2 separate regions of the Rattus norvegicus genome follow, and region 2 is linked to region 1. A link is a contact called in public Hi-C data. All regions are on one chromosome and are shown on one strand. Each heading gives the region's core, a stretch centred on a gene start, on an enhancer-like site or on the middle of the called end of the contact. The rest is flanking DNA. Distances are from core to core; before and after follow the strand shown. Region 1 has its middle 16 kb from the start of Pax9. Region 2 holds the start of Slc25a21 (solute carrier family 25 member 21).

Region 1 (5,711 bases), core at 1,944-4,443:
TGACTGGTCCTGGTGTGCTGGAGGAGAAGGCTTATTATAGATATGTGCTGGAGCATAGGCAGAGGCAAGGACATCTGGCAGAGTCTGGAGTGAACATGACCCTGAGTCATGTGAGAAGATTGGGAGGGGAAAGGAAAGAACAGTGAACCAGGTGCCACGGCCAGGAAGCCGAAAGGTATTAAAATGGTTGGATTACATAGGGAAGTGCAACCCGGTCCCCCTGGGCTGGAGAGTTCAAGATGAGGTGGGGTTTACCAGCCAGAAGGGCCCTGTCTGAAGAGGAAGGGTCTAATGGATGCAGGGAGAACCTCATAGCAAGGTCTGATCTGACATAAGTAGGCACCTCAGTCATTTCTCCCAGGTTTGAAACCTAACATGGCATGTGTAGAAGTCAGAGGACAAATTGTGGAGTTTGCTTCTCTCCTTCAACTATGTAGGTCCTGGGCATTGAACTCAGGCCATTGGGTTTAATGGCCTGACAGGCCGTCTTGCCTGTCCCATGGAGGCAATTCTGTGTTAACCAAGTGGTCCAGCTTGTCTGTGAAAGTGCTTCCTCTCCTTTGTCACTGTGTTCTCCAGGTCCTGATACAGTGCCAGACATACTTTAGGGTCCTGATACAAGTACTATGAATATGAGTGTGTCTTTTTGAACTAATGAAAATGGGTATTTGGACATTTTGGGCAGAGTTTTAAACAGACAGTCAGCACCTCTCACTTTAACAAATACCCGAGAGAGTGGGCTTATAAAGGTTTATGTTTGCTCACAGTTCTCCATGGTCAATCGGCAGCAGATCATGGTGAGGACATCACAGTGGAGTATGGCTGGTCACTTGATGTCTGGAAAGTAAAAGATGGTGATGGAGAAGAGACCAAGGTCTCAAAATTCCCTTCAAGAGCTTCTCTTCTAAGACCTAAAACTTCCCAAAGCCCCACCTCTCGGATTTCCTACTGTTTCTCACTACTGCACGAAGCTCTAAATCTCCAACACATGGGCCTTTGTGAGTCATTTAAGATTCAAACTCTAGGGGCTAACAAGGTCTTCTCAGGTCAGGATAGGATGAACGAATGATTTTAACATGAATATAACCAACAGAGGGGCTGGTTTTGTATCCCACCTGGAGAGTCTAACTTCTCAGCCACTTGTGCTGATTTGTTAAAAGATCTATTTCATTTATTGTCGCGCGCCCAATGTCCCGCCAGCAGGAAACGCACGCGCGGACACACGAATCCTTCTGCAGCAAAACGTTTTTATTGTATCTTAAAGAGAGGGCCCGGGCGCCAGCATGGCGCGGCTTATATACACCCTAGCGCTGCACATCCACACCTGATTGGTCGCTTACCCATGATCTCATAGGCACGCCCCGGAGTGGGCAAAGACCTGGCACGAAGACACTCTTGCACATGTGTACACAGTTAACTTCCTGAAAGGAAGTCGGCTGGCGCGGCGGAGGCCAGCGCCATCTTGTAATGGCAAAAAGCTATCCCGGCTTTCCACGTGGGGCGCAGTGGAAGTCAGCACCATCTTGTGGTGGCAAATGTTATTGCGGCTCTCCACAATTTATGTATGTATGTATGTATGTATGTATGTATGTATGTATGTATGTATGTATTTACTTAATGTATGAGTGAGTTAACCAGGCAGGACCCTCAATAGATGGTTGAGAACACCAACCCACACACAAAACCTTCCACCCCAAATTTGTCCCACCTACTAGACAGATGGAGCAGAGACTGAGGGGCCAACCAATGACAGGCCCAACTTGAGACCCATCCCATGGGCAAGCACCAATCCCTGAAACTATTAATGATCCTCTGTTGTGCTTGCAGACAGGAGCCTAACAACTGTCCTCTGAGGTTCTCCACCAAGCAGTTGACAGAAACAGATACAGAGACCTGCAGTGAAACATTAGACAGAGTTCAGGAAGTCTTGTGGAAGAGTTGGGGGAAGGGTTGAGGGATCTGGAGGGGACAGGGACTCCACAAGAAGACCAATAGAGTCAACTGACCTGGACCCTTGAAGGCTCTCAGAGACTGAACCACCAACCAAAGAGCACACGTGGGCTGGACCTGGGCCTCCCTGCACATATGTAGCAGTATAAAGCTTGGTCTTCATGTGGGTCCCCAACTGTGGGGAGTAGGGGCTGTCCCTGATACTGTTGCCTGTCTGTAGATCCTATTCTCCTAACTGGGCTGCTTTCTCTGGCCTCACTGCCTAGTCCTGCAGAAACTTGATGTCTCAGGGCGCATTGGTACCCAGGGGCCCCTCCCCCTTCTTAGAGAAGGAGAGAGGGGAGAATGGGGAGATGAGGGGGAGTTGAAAGTAATTAATGGAGGGAAAATGTGTTTATTTTATGAGTGCTCTATCTGCATATACACCTTAACACCAGAGAGGGCATCAGATGCCATTAATAGACAGTTCTGAACCACCACATGGTTGCTGGAAATTGAACTCAGGACCTCTAGAAAGAGCAGCCAGCACTCTTAACATTGAGCTATCTCTCCAGCCCTCTGATAATTTTAATAATGGCACTTAGGAAGAAATCAAATCCATTTTTCCAGAACAGTAAACCTTAACAGAAGCTCAACTCCAGAGAAAACAACTCTGGGCATTGGGTATCTGTGAGCAGAGATGGGCTACAATTGGTAGCAGGTACATAATTTTGAAAACCTTTCTGTATTTCTGAGGAAGCTACAGATTTTGTTCGCGTCTGCCTCCCTCCCGTCACACACTCAATTTATTGTTTAGGACATGTTTAAGAAACATTAAACCGTTTTCAAACAGAGAAACCTTTCTCTCAAGCGGTGGAGAGCTAGGTTCCTCTCTGAGGAGGAAGTGAAGAGGTCGCAGTCCCTTGACCTAACCCCTGGAACTGTCTTAGGAGGGGCATGAGCAATCTCCTTTTGTGAAGCCTGGAGGGAGAGAAGAGGATCCTAGATTTCCAGAATTTTTTTTTCTTCTGCCCTTCCTCCCAGTGTACATTAGAACCTGGGAGGTTTGTGGGTATTGGCAGTTCATCACGGGTATGGGAGCTTCCTTTCATCCCCAATCTTTGGTTTGATTTAGTCTGTTTACACTAGGCCATTCTTCTCAGCGACTCTAAGGCTACCTGGAAGCCGCGGTGGAACAGGTTTCCTCGGGAGGTGGCGCCACAGCCCACTCCCTCTGCCAACCGCCCGCAGCTCAACGCTGGTGTGGGCCTGGCCGAGATTCCAGCCACGCAGCATCGCTTGCCTTGTAGAGTTTGACCTGTGGCCGGAGCGGTCTCAGAATCTAGCGATCCCGCATCGCTCGGGTGCTCTCCCAGTCCGCACCTGCGCGTCCTCTTCCAGATGCTTCAGCCGTGGGTGTCCCAGGCGCCTGCTGTTGGGCTGCGGCTTGCGGCTGCTCGCGGTACTGCGACCCGAGTGTGCCGTAGGAACTGAGTTGGTGACCTGAGGGGTGATTGCGAACCCGTGGCCACAGCCTGCCCTGGGAGCCACCAAACTTAAGGACTGTCAGAATGGGAGTTAGGGCCTTGGAGATCTGCGTGGTACACGGCGAGGAGCACCCGGCAGAGAGGGGTTCCAGTTCTCCACATGTTGCAGATGGGTCCTGGGCCAGGGTCCCAAGTCAGAGGATTCAGACTCACAGAAGGGAACTCACAATAAGCGCTGATTCAGAGTTCGTGGCTTTGGAAGGAGCAGATTCAGAGTGCAAAGGAACGTCCAGCAGTCCGGGAGGGGGCGGTATTCACCAAGCTCTTCTGAAGAGCTAAGGGAAAGTGGGGGTGGCTAAGGATAGTGTTTGAATGGAAAGTAAAAAATCTGAAGCAGACTTCCTTCTTACACCCCGAGGCTGGCCTGCTGCAAGGGGTTCTTATATTCAAACCCTAAGATGACACAAGTGTACTCCCCCCTGTCTCCAGCTCCCTCTTCCCTCCTTTTACCACTCTGAACACACACACACACACACACACACACACACACACGCACGCACGCACGCACGCACGCACGCACGCACGCACGCACGGGTTGCAACACTTAATTGACAGAGTAGGCGGCGAGTAGATAACTAAAGTTGCTATCAGATCCATCTCAGATTCTTCCTTTCCACAGCGATGTGACTATAGAAAAGAAGCATGAACAGGATTCTGACTGGAACCTGAGTCTGACGGCTTGCTCTGCGGAGTCCCTGTGGTCTTTGGACCCTGGAAAGTCTTCCTTTTAGAATGTGTTAGAAAACAATGTGAAGAAAACAGAGCCCAAGTCAACATTGAACAGCTCCTAACCAACCAACGCCCCCTCCCTGCAACTCCCCCCTCCACCTCCTTCAGCTAAATTCAAACAAGAAAGCATTGTAAGGCCTCCAAAGTTTTTTGCTTTTTGTTTTTTTATGATTCTTTGATGTCCTTAAGAGCCTCAAATACTGTAGTTCACCTTTGAGACCATTATCATACTTAAGCACACAATTATTTAATGACAGCCCTTATGTATATGGCATACCATTCAAGCACATGCTTCTGTAACAAACTATCAACTTTCCCTGAAGACTGTCATTTATATTATTAAAATGGTCCTGTTTTAAGAGTAGGCTTGATGGCCTGTAATCCAAGTACAGGGAGGCAGTGCAGAGGGTGGCGAAGTGTGGATCCAGGGGCTCTAGCACCCCCTTACCTACACAGTGAGGTAACCAGAACTAGATGATGAGACACATTTTCAAACAACAGAAAGAACTCATTTAAAATCGAAATTTGCAAAAATTTGAAAAAGTGCTTGTATGCAACAACTCGACCCTGAGTAAATAATTTCCACAAGGATCCTGCATCGCCAACATTGACCTGATGAAGATGGGAGACCTGAAGACTTTTCAACCTTCAATTTAAAAAAAAAAGTCTTTATGGCTGGGGTGAAAAGGAGTTGGTGAGCTAAGCCAATGGGGCAGTCTGCCTTTACTACGTGCAAAAGCATTCAGACACATGGCGACCCTTTAGCAATAAAACTTTATTGATGATCGTTTGAAAGTTATAGCAACTCCAAGGTTATAAAACTTGCCATAAAATACCAAGCAGTCATTAGTTTACCTGACCTCATTTCAATATAAACTTCCACAAAACATTTTATTTTGTTCCTTCCTATAAGTGGAGAAAGGAACTCGAGGAGGCCAAACACAGCAGCCTTTGACTGAGGACCCAAGATCTGCGATGTGACACCCTGACCTTCATGTCTACAAATAAACAATGAGATTTACACCCTGTTCTTACCTGTAGATATGACAACAAGGATGCTAGCAACACCCATGGTTTAGCTCCAGCCATCGATTTGTAGAACGTGACCCAACCTCAAATTATGGATGAGTGTTGTTTCTCTGTGGAGGATCCATGAATCATCTTTAAGAGTCGTGAAGGCCATTTGTGTTGGAAGTCTAAGGAGCAAATGGCTGCATGTTGTTTGTCATGTGACCCGAAGAGTGAGATGTTTAACAGTCAAACTGGGGCATAGAGGAAATGAGAGATAAATGGAGAGTTAGCAATTCCTCCACCCTCAGCTATGATTTTGAAGGAAGGCAACTGCCCCGATGTACCAAGCCTGCAGGAGAGAAACTACATCGGGATTTGTCAAGAACATCACTGTGGTTCAGCTAACTGCATGTGCAGACTTAAGGCCCAGACCACAGAGGCCAGCCAGGGAGCACTGGTGCTGTGGAGAAGCCTCCCCTGCTCCCCTTTGGCTCG
Region 2 (6,541 bases), core at 2,830-5,329, 530 kb after region 1:
GGTGGGGGAGGGCCCAGCCCATTGTGAGCCGGGCCACCCCTGGGCTGGTTGTCCTGGGTGCCATAATAAAGCAGGCTGAGCAAGCCAAGTAAGCTTGGCCTCTGCATCAGTTCCTGCCTCTAGGTTCCTGCTCTGTCTGAGTTCCTGTTCTGACTTCCTTCAATAATGAACAGTAACAATGTAAACCCCTTCAGTCCTGGGCACACTACAACTGAGGCTGCACCTTCACCCATGGCCTTCCACGGCCTCTCACAGTGCCCAGCCTCAGTTGTTCTTCATGACCCCTTCATGCCATCAATACTAGGTACCACCTGGGTGAGTCTTAGACATTGCCAAGTGCAGCTGTAATATTAGATAACAACTTTGGCTATCTGTGGAACACAGCTTCTTTGTGCTCTCAGAAACACTTCCCAGAAAATTCCATTGCAGTGATGCTGGTCTCTTTTTTTTTTTCAGAGCTGGGGACCGAACCCAGGGCCTTTGCGCTTCCTAGGCAAGCGCTCTACCACTGAGCTAAATCCCCAACCCCGATGCTGGTCTCTTCTTAATCACCACTAATTTCTTAGCTCTAGCTAACCAATGTCAATTGTCCCAAAACTGCCATGTTCTGCTGCTTGCCGGAGTTGGAACGTGACCCCATTGTTCTATTACATTATCACTAGCTTTCCGTTTTCCAACTCTTTCACTGCCTAAGCTTGGCTGACCTGAATCTCTGTAAATTGACCTTGAACTCAGACATCTTCGAGCACGTCCCCTGGGATTATAGGTGTGTACCATCACACCTGGATTTAAGCTTTTCTTCACCTAGAACTTGCTGTCTCATGCTGGCCTTGAACTCAGAGATCTTGGCTTTATCTCCCAGGATTAAAGGCGTGTACCACCTTGCCTGGATCTAAATTTAGCTGGGTAGGATCTTGCCCCAAGGTAACCACTCCATTAATTCAATTTAATATCCTTAAGCACGGGGTTCAGCTCCATTTTCCTTCCTGGTGCTCCTTTGATACTGGAACTGTATTTTATCTTTTTCCTTTATAAACTTGCTATACTTATTCAAATCAAAGTTTTCACTAGTAGCAAGATCTATCTATTCTGCAAGGTCTAGCTATAATGACAAGCCCTAAAGGAGGTTTTAGATATATGTTATTAGATGCGTGCTAACAAACAGCTAAGCATACCTCCAGTCTTTAAATGGAAATATCACACGTCCTCTTGTAATAAAAGAATGATGTATTATATAATATACACAAATAGTCCTTTTATGGTGAATCTATTTTTTTTTTTTTTTAGCTTTCCTTTGAGAATCTCCAAACCACATGTGCCACCTATCCAATGGGGACAGGCTGTCATTAATTGATAGAGGTGGGTTCCTATCAACATTGGGTAATTTTGAGTCTATTCCTAGTATTTTGAATTAAAAAAAAAAACACAAGTTCCCTGCACCCCCCCCCCCAGGAAGATCATTCAAGAGCATGAATACTTGGAAGCTGTTGGAAACCAAATTCTAATACAAGGAATGAAAACTTCAAAACAACAGTTAACTGTGAGAAACAAAACTTCTCCCGTCCCAAAGATCACGTAGTGAAATATCTCTGTCAAATTGGCACCCTTACGGCCCTGTACTCTCCACATAAGTTGGCATGGCACAGCAGTCTGCTTGGCAGAATGCCGAGATTTTCCTATGTTAAAGGAAGATAAGGGCTAGAGAAATAATTGAGTGGTTCAGATCTTTCAGAAGGACCAAGATTGGATTCCTGCTTGGTGGCTCACAGTTGTCTGTAACTCTAGTTCCAGGGATTCTATCACCTTCTTGTGGCCTCCTTGGGGACTAGACACACACTTGATGCCCAGACATACAGGAAGGCAAGATACTCACACTCATGAAAGAGGGGCTGGGAGACAAGTCACCCAGTAAGCTGCTAAAAAAACAGTTGACTCGCCATTGTCTAATGTATAAGACACTATCTGCATGCATTTGGGCTTGCCTACCTTTTACAAAAATGTTAGAGCATGGCAAATCAGAGTAATGCTCAATAGACATGAGTCACCATTGTCCTGCCTTGAGGGTAATGGACCACATGACGTAGACAAGGTGAAGAAATACTGCATCCTTTTTCCTCCTGAGTGTTCCAGTTTCTCAAGGGGATGACACTAGACCTTGAATGCCATGAGACATTTGTATCTTTCCCATAAGCCACTCCCATTATTTTCTTCTTTATGAGAACATTCTTTTAGAGGACAACTTTGACCTTTGCAACCAGATGATTATCGTTATAATACACAGACAGATGTTAGTATCAGTAATCAGAAATCTGGTATTAAAGACTCAAATGCACCTTATTTTTATAAAAAGTCTACCTCTCTTGTCAATGTAATAAGATCAGCCTAGATTACTACAGTTTCAGCAAATTTCAATATTATTAATATGCTTTTAAAGGTCAAGTAGAAGAAAATATGACGTCAGTGATGCCACAGTGTAAACTACATGAATCCAGCAGCCCATTTCAAATTTATCTTGTAATTGACTTACCACTTATCCATGCTAACTGATTAATTCCCATTTACATCAAGAACAATACATGGTGGCATAAATCCATCTACGCCAAATGTTTATCCAAGAATATGCAGCATAAACAGAATTAGAGTCTTTGAGTTGAACTGTGCTTAATACACGTTGTGAATATACAAACCAGCCAAGATGTCTGTAAGTCACTGGGCATAGCCTGGAATGTTAACCAGCTTCACTTTCCCTACGTCTAGCAGAGTGTTCTTTGTTCAGGATCACAGAGTTGGAATTAAACCATATATATCATTATTTAAAGGTTCGGTTTTGCTTGAAAATAGACGTTGCTAAGTATATATTGAGTATCTTTTAGTCTATCTTAATTATTATTTATCAGTTGTCATAACTTATTAAAATAACCACACCCATGAAATTGTCACAGCCTACTATTAAAAATATTTAAAATTATGCATAATTTAATGGTGACAACTTCTTCCAGCTGCATTTGAGGGTAGTTATTCCCAAGCTGGTTTTAATAGATCTTTTTATAAAGTCTCTCCCACATCGTAGTTCTCTACAGATTAATGTGAGTCCAAGAGCGTTGGACTCACGTAGCAAGAGCGTTTAATCTTAATGTATCTATTTATGGCGTGCATATAACCCAAGAAGCACAGTGTAAAGAATCCCTGTGAAGAGAGGCTAGAGTTATGCTAAGATCCTCTCTAGCTGAGAGCTTGGGAAAAACCTGCTAAGAAACTTAAGACGGAACTGGATCCTCCTTCTGTAAGATAGCTGTCAAAAGGAAGAGGAAGGGAGGGAGTGGGAAGCTTTCCAAAAGCCACAGTAAGTTTCAGGGACTGGTGAATCCTTTCATGCTTCTCACTCTAGGAACAGAGAAACCCAGGAACCTGAGAGCAGAGCAGCTAGTGGGGACTTCACCCAAAAGAGCCGACACCGGCTGCTCGCCTCCTCTGCTCTTCGCCGAGTCAGAGTGGAAGATTTAGGAGGACGCACACAAACTTTCGGTTGGAAGGCGAGCCTTGGGGACGTTGTCGGGTGGTGCGGCGCGGAGCGCGCGGGGAGCGGGCAGCCTTACCTGCACACCCTCCGGCCGCGACCTGCCTGCAGGTCTCGTGCAGCAAGCTGACGTTGGAGGCCGACATCTTCGTGACCAGGGGACAGAGTAGCCAAGATGCTGGAGCGAGCTCCTCTGAAGGCCGCCGCTCGCTGAAGGCCGCCGCCGATGGAGACCGGGTCCCGTCGGTTCTGGGGCTGAAGTCTTCCCTGTGTGGCTGCGGTCCAGCTAAAGACGGCGGTTCTGGCACCGGCTCGCGGCGAGGTCGGCGGAGGGGGTCCGAATTTGCCCGGCGCTGCCTGAGGCTGCCCTTTCCACAGGGGCGCTGGAGGGGAACACTGACAACTGGGGGCTGGGTAGACTTGGCCTAGCTCAGTGGGTCAGACTTGAGCTTCTAGATACAGGCTTATGAATTTGCCTATCGAGACCTCCTGCGGAGTTTGTTTAGCTAGCTGCTTATCTAAGGGCTGCCTTAGACAAGGACGTCAGAGAAGCAGCCTCGGGCGACCCTTGCTCTCCTGGCATTTCAACATACAGTACTGTTCCAAAGAAGGGATAGTGCGTAAATTCCTCCAAGTTAGTCATCCAGAAATTGAAGGCCACGGCAACTAGATCAGAGCAGATCTGTCTTTTAAAAAGTGCCAATATGGTAACTTTGCCAGGGAAGTAGTTTTGGACATTTATTTCATGCACAATAAACTGAGTTTTACTTACTGCAACCATAAAGGTCTTGTTATTCAAGTACCCTGTGCCCACTTCACAGGGTCACCAAGCTGTTCACAAGAAGCACAGTATGATGACTTGTCAGAGAGCCTAGTCTTTCAGGGTTAGGGCCTAGAAACCTGTGTTTTAGTAGTTCCCTGTTAGGAACATTGAGGCAGATGTGAAAGTGAAGCATCAATAACCTACTTATTTCTTTGTACAAAATGTGGAATTACTCATACTAGTGCTTTAGAACCACGGACAAGACAAAACTACGGTTAGTGCCTGTTGGTAAAACTGCAGTATAAGAGAAACACTAGAGTCAGATAGTTTAGAACGCTCACCACGCCCCTGACAGGCAGGACATGATAAGAGGGAGTACTGGGGACTGGAAACCCTGTTGTCATTTCTAAAGCTTAGTGTTTAATACATGTATTCTGAGCATATAAACTGCCATTGCTCACTGTCAGAAACATGGATAGGTGCAATTTAAAATAACTCAGTGTCAGATCAAATAGACAAAATTAATATTTATATCTTATTTTCATTCTCTGAGCCATTAAGTGTTGGTGACAGGCTGTGGAGGTGGCTCCGTCAGTAAAGTGCTTTGTCATGCAAGCCTGAGGACCTAAATCCAGCTTTCCCAAACATGGAAGGCAGCGTTAGTCTGTAACCCTGGCAGGAGAACATGGAAGGCAGTATTAGTCTGTAACCCTGGCAGGAGAACATGGAAGACAGTATTAGTCTGTAACCCTGGCAGGAGAACATGGAAGGCAGTATTAGTCTGTAACCCTGGCAGCAAGGAGGCAAAGACAGGCAGATCCCTGGAGCTGTCTGGTCATGGGGAATTGAATTCCAGGTTCCGTTGCAGGCCCAGTCTCAAAAGGTAAAATGGAGAACAATTGAAGATTCCCAACAGTAACTTCTAGGCACCACACACTTCTGTTGCAGGTGAGTATCTGCTCACATGCACAACACATGTATACATACATGTACACATACATATGCACACACAACACATACACACATACACCCTGTGTGTGTACACATACACGCACACACATAAACCACGTGTACACACATATGTATACACATACATCTGCAACCACATGTACACACTGTTGGGTGCCTGTGCCACCTGACTAAGAAAACCTAACACCCACACACGAAGAATTGGGTAAATGTACTGCTTATGTGATCAGATACACAAAAATAGTTTCTCATTTTTAAAATTGCCCCATTTGAAAATGTTCATCAATACCAAATGGCCAGCCTTGAAAACATACATACAAGTCATATACTTATCGAGGTTATATTTAGTAATGTATATTTTACACATAAACATGCTTAGAACAACAATTAATGAAAAAAGTATGAATTTAAAAGAGAGCAAGAAAAAGTCCAAGGGAGAGCTTGGAGGGAGTGAAAGGGAAATGTTATATTAAATTCTCAAACCAGAGCTTCCAGGGACTAAGCCACTACCTAAAGACTATACATGGACTGACCCTGGACTCTGACCTCATAGGTAGCAGTGAATATCCTAGTAAGAGCACCAGTAGAAGGGGAAGCCCTGGGTCCTGCTAAGACTGAACCCCCAGTGAACGTGATTGTTGGGGGGAGGGCGGCAATGGGGGGAGAATGGGGAGGGGAACACTCATAAAGAAGGGAGGGGGAGGGGTTAGGGGGATGTTGGCCCGGAAACCAGGAAAGGGAATAACACTTGAAATGTAAATAAGAAATACTCAAGTTAATAAAAAAAGTATTAAATTCTCAAGTAAATAAGAAATACCCAATTTAATAAAGATGAAAAAATTCTCAAAAATAAAAAATTCTAATAGCAAAAGTGAAATTGGTTACCAAACAAACAAAAAACAAACAAACAAACAAAAAAACCAAAAAATCCTGCTGCTCTATCACTAAGCAAATTAAAGGTATGGAGAACTATATTTTACTAGTTAAATATGGGATCTTAAATACAATATAAATCATTTATTCAACAAATATTGAGGATCTGTTGCATTTTAGACATAATCCCAAAATTTCAGAGCTTACAAAAACATTTCATGCTCTTGCTCCTCTCTTGCTCTTGTCTTCCTGCTCCTGCTCTGTCCTCGCGCCCTCCCCCTCCCCTCCCCAGGCTCAAGGCTGGCCTCTATTTCTCTACTTCTCTCCTCTCTCCCCTCCCCCCCTCCCCTCTCCCCCCTCTCTATCTGCCTTTCTCTGCTTCTTCTACCCCCTTGACTCCCCTCCCCATACCCTGAATA

Evidence for each region. A called contact is a pair of places that touch in the nucleus more often than the background predicts.
Region 2: a Hi-C map of liver shows a contact between it and region 1, with 5 times the contacts expected there. The contact joins the promoter of Slc25a21 here to the enhancer-like site in region 1. A contact is called at or near these places in 9 of 12 Hi-C or Micro-C datasets (the A7r5 cell line, the Rat2 cell line, Schwann cells and 5 more).

Annotation. Positions count from the first base shown.
Region 1 is chr6:79,903,313-79,909,023 of GRCr8, forward strand. No RefSeq gene overlaps it. Among named protein-coding and RNA genes, the nearest start is that of Pax9, 16 kb to the right of the region's middle. Within about 2 kb of position 3,194, at least 8 of the 93 cell types and tissues checked have an H3K27ac peak or open chromatin away from gene starts, as enhancers often do. A contact at or near this core is called in hepatocytes and liver, where this site is marked.
Region 2 is chr6:80,433,641-80,440,181 of GRCr8, forward strand. It overlaps Slc25a21 (solute carrier family 25 member 21), which reads right to left and starts at 4,080. Exons shown (of 10, transcript NM_133614.3): 1 at 3,597-4,080. The coding sequence starts at 3,663.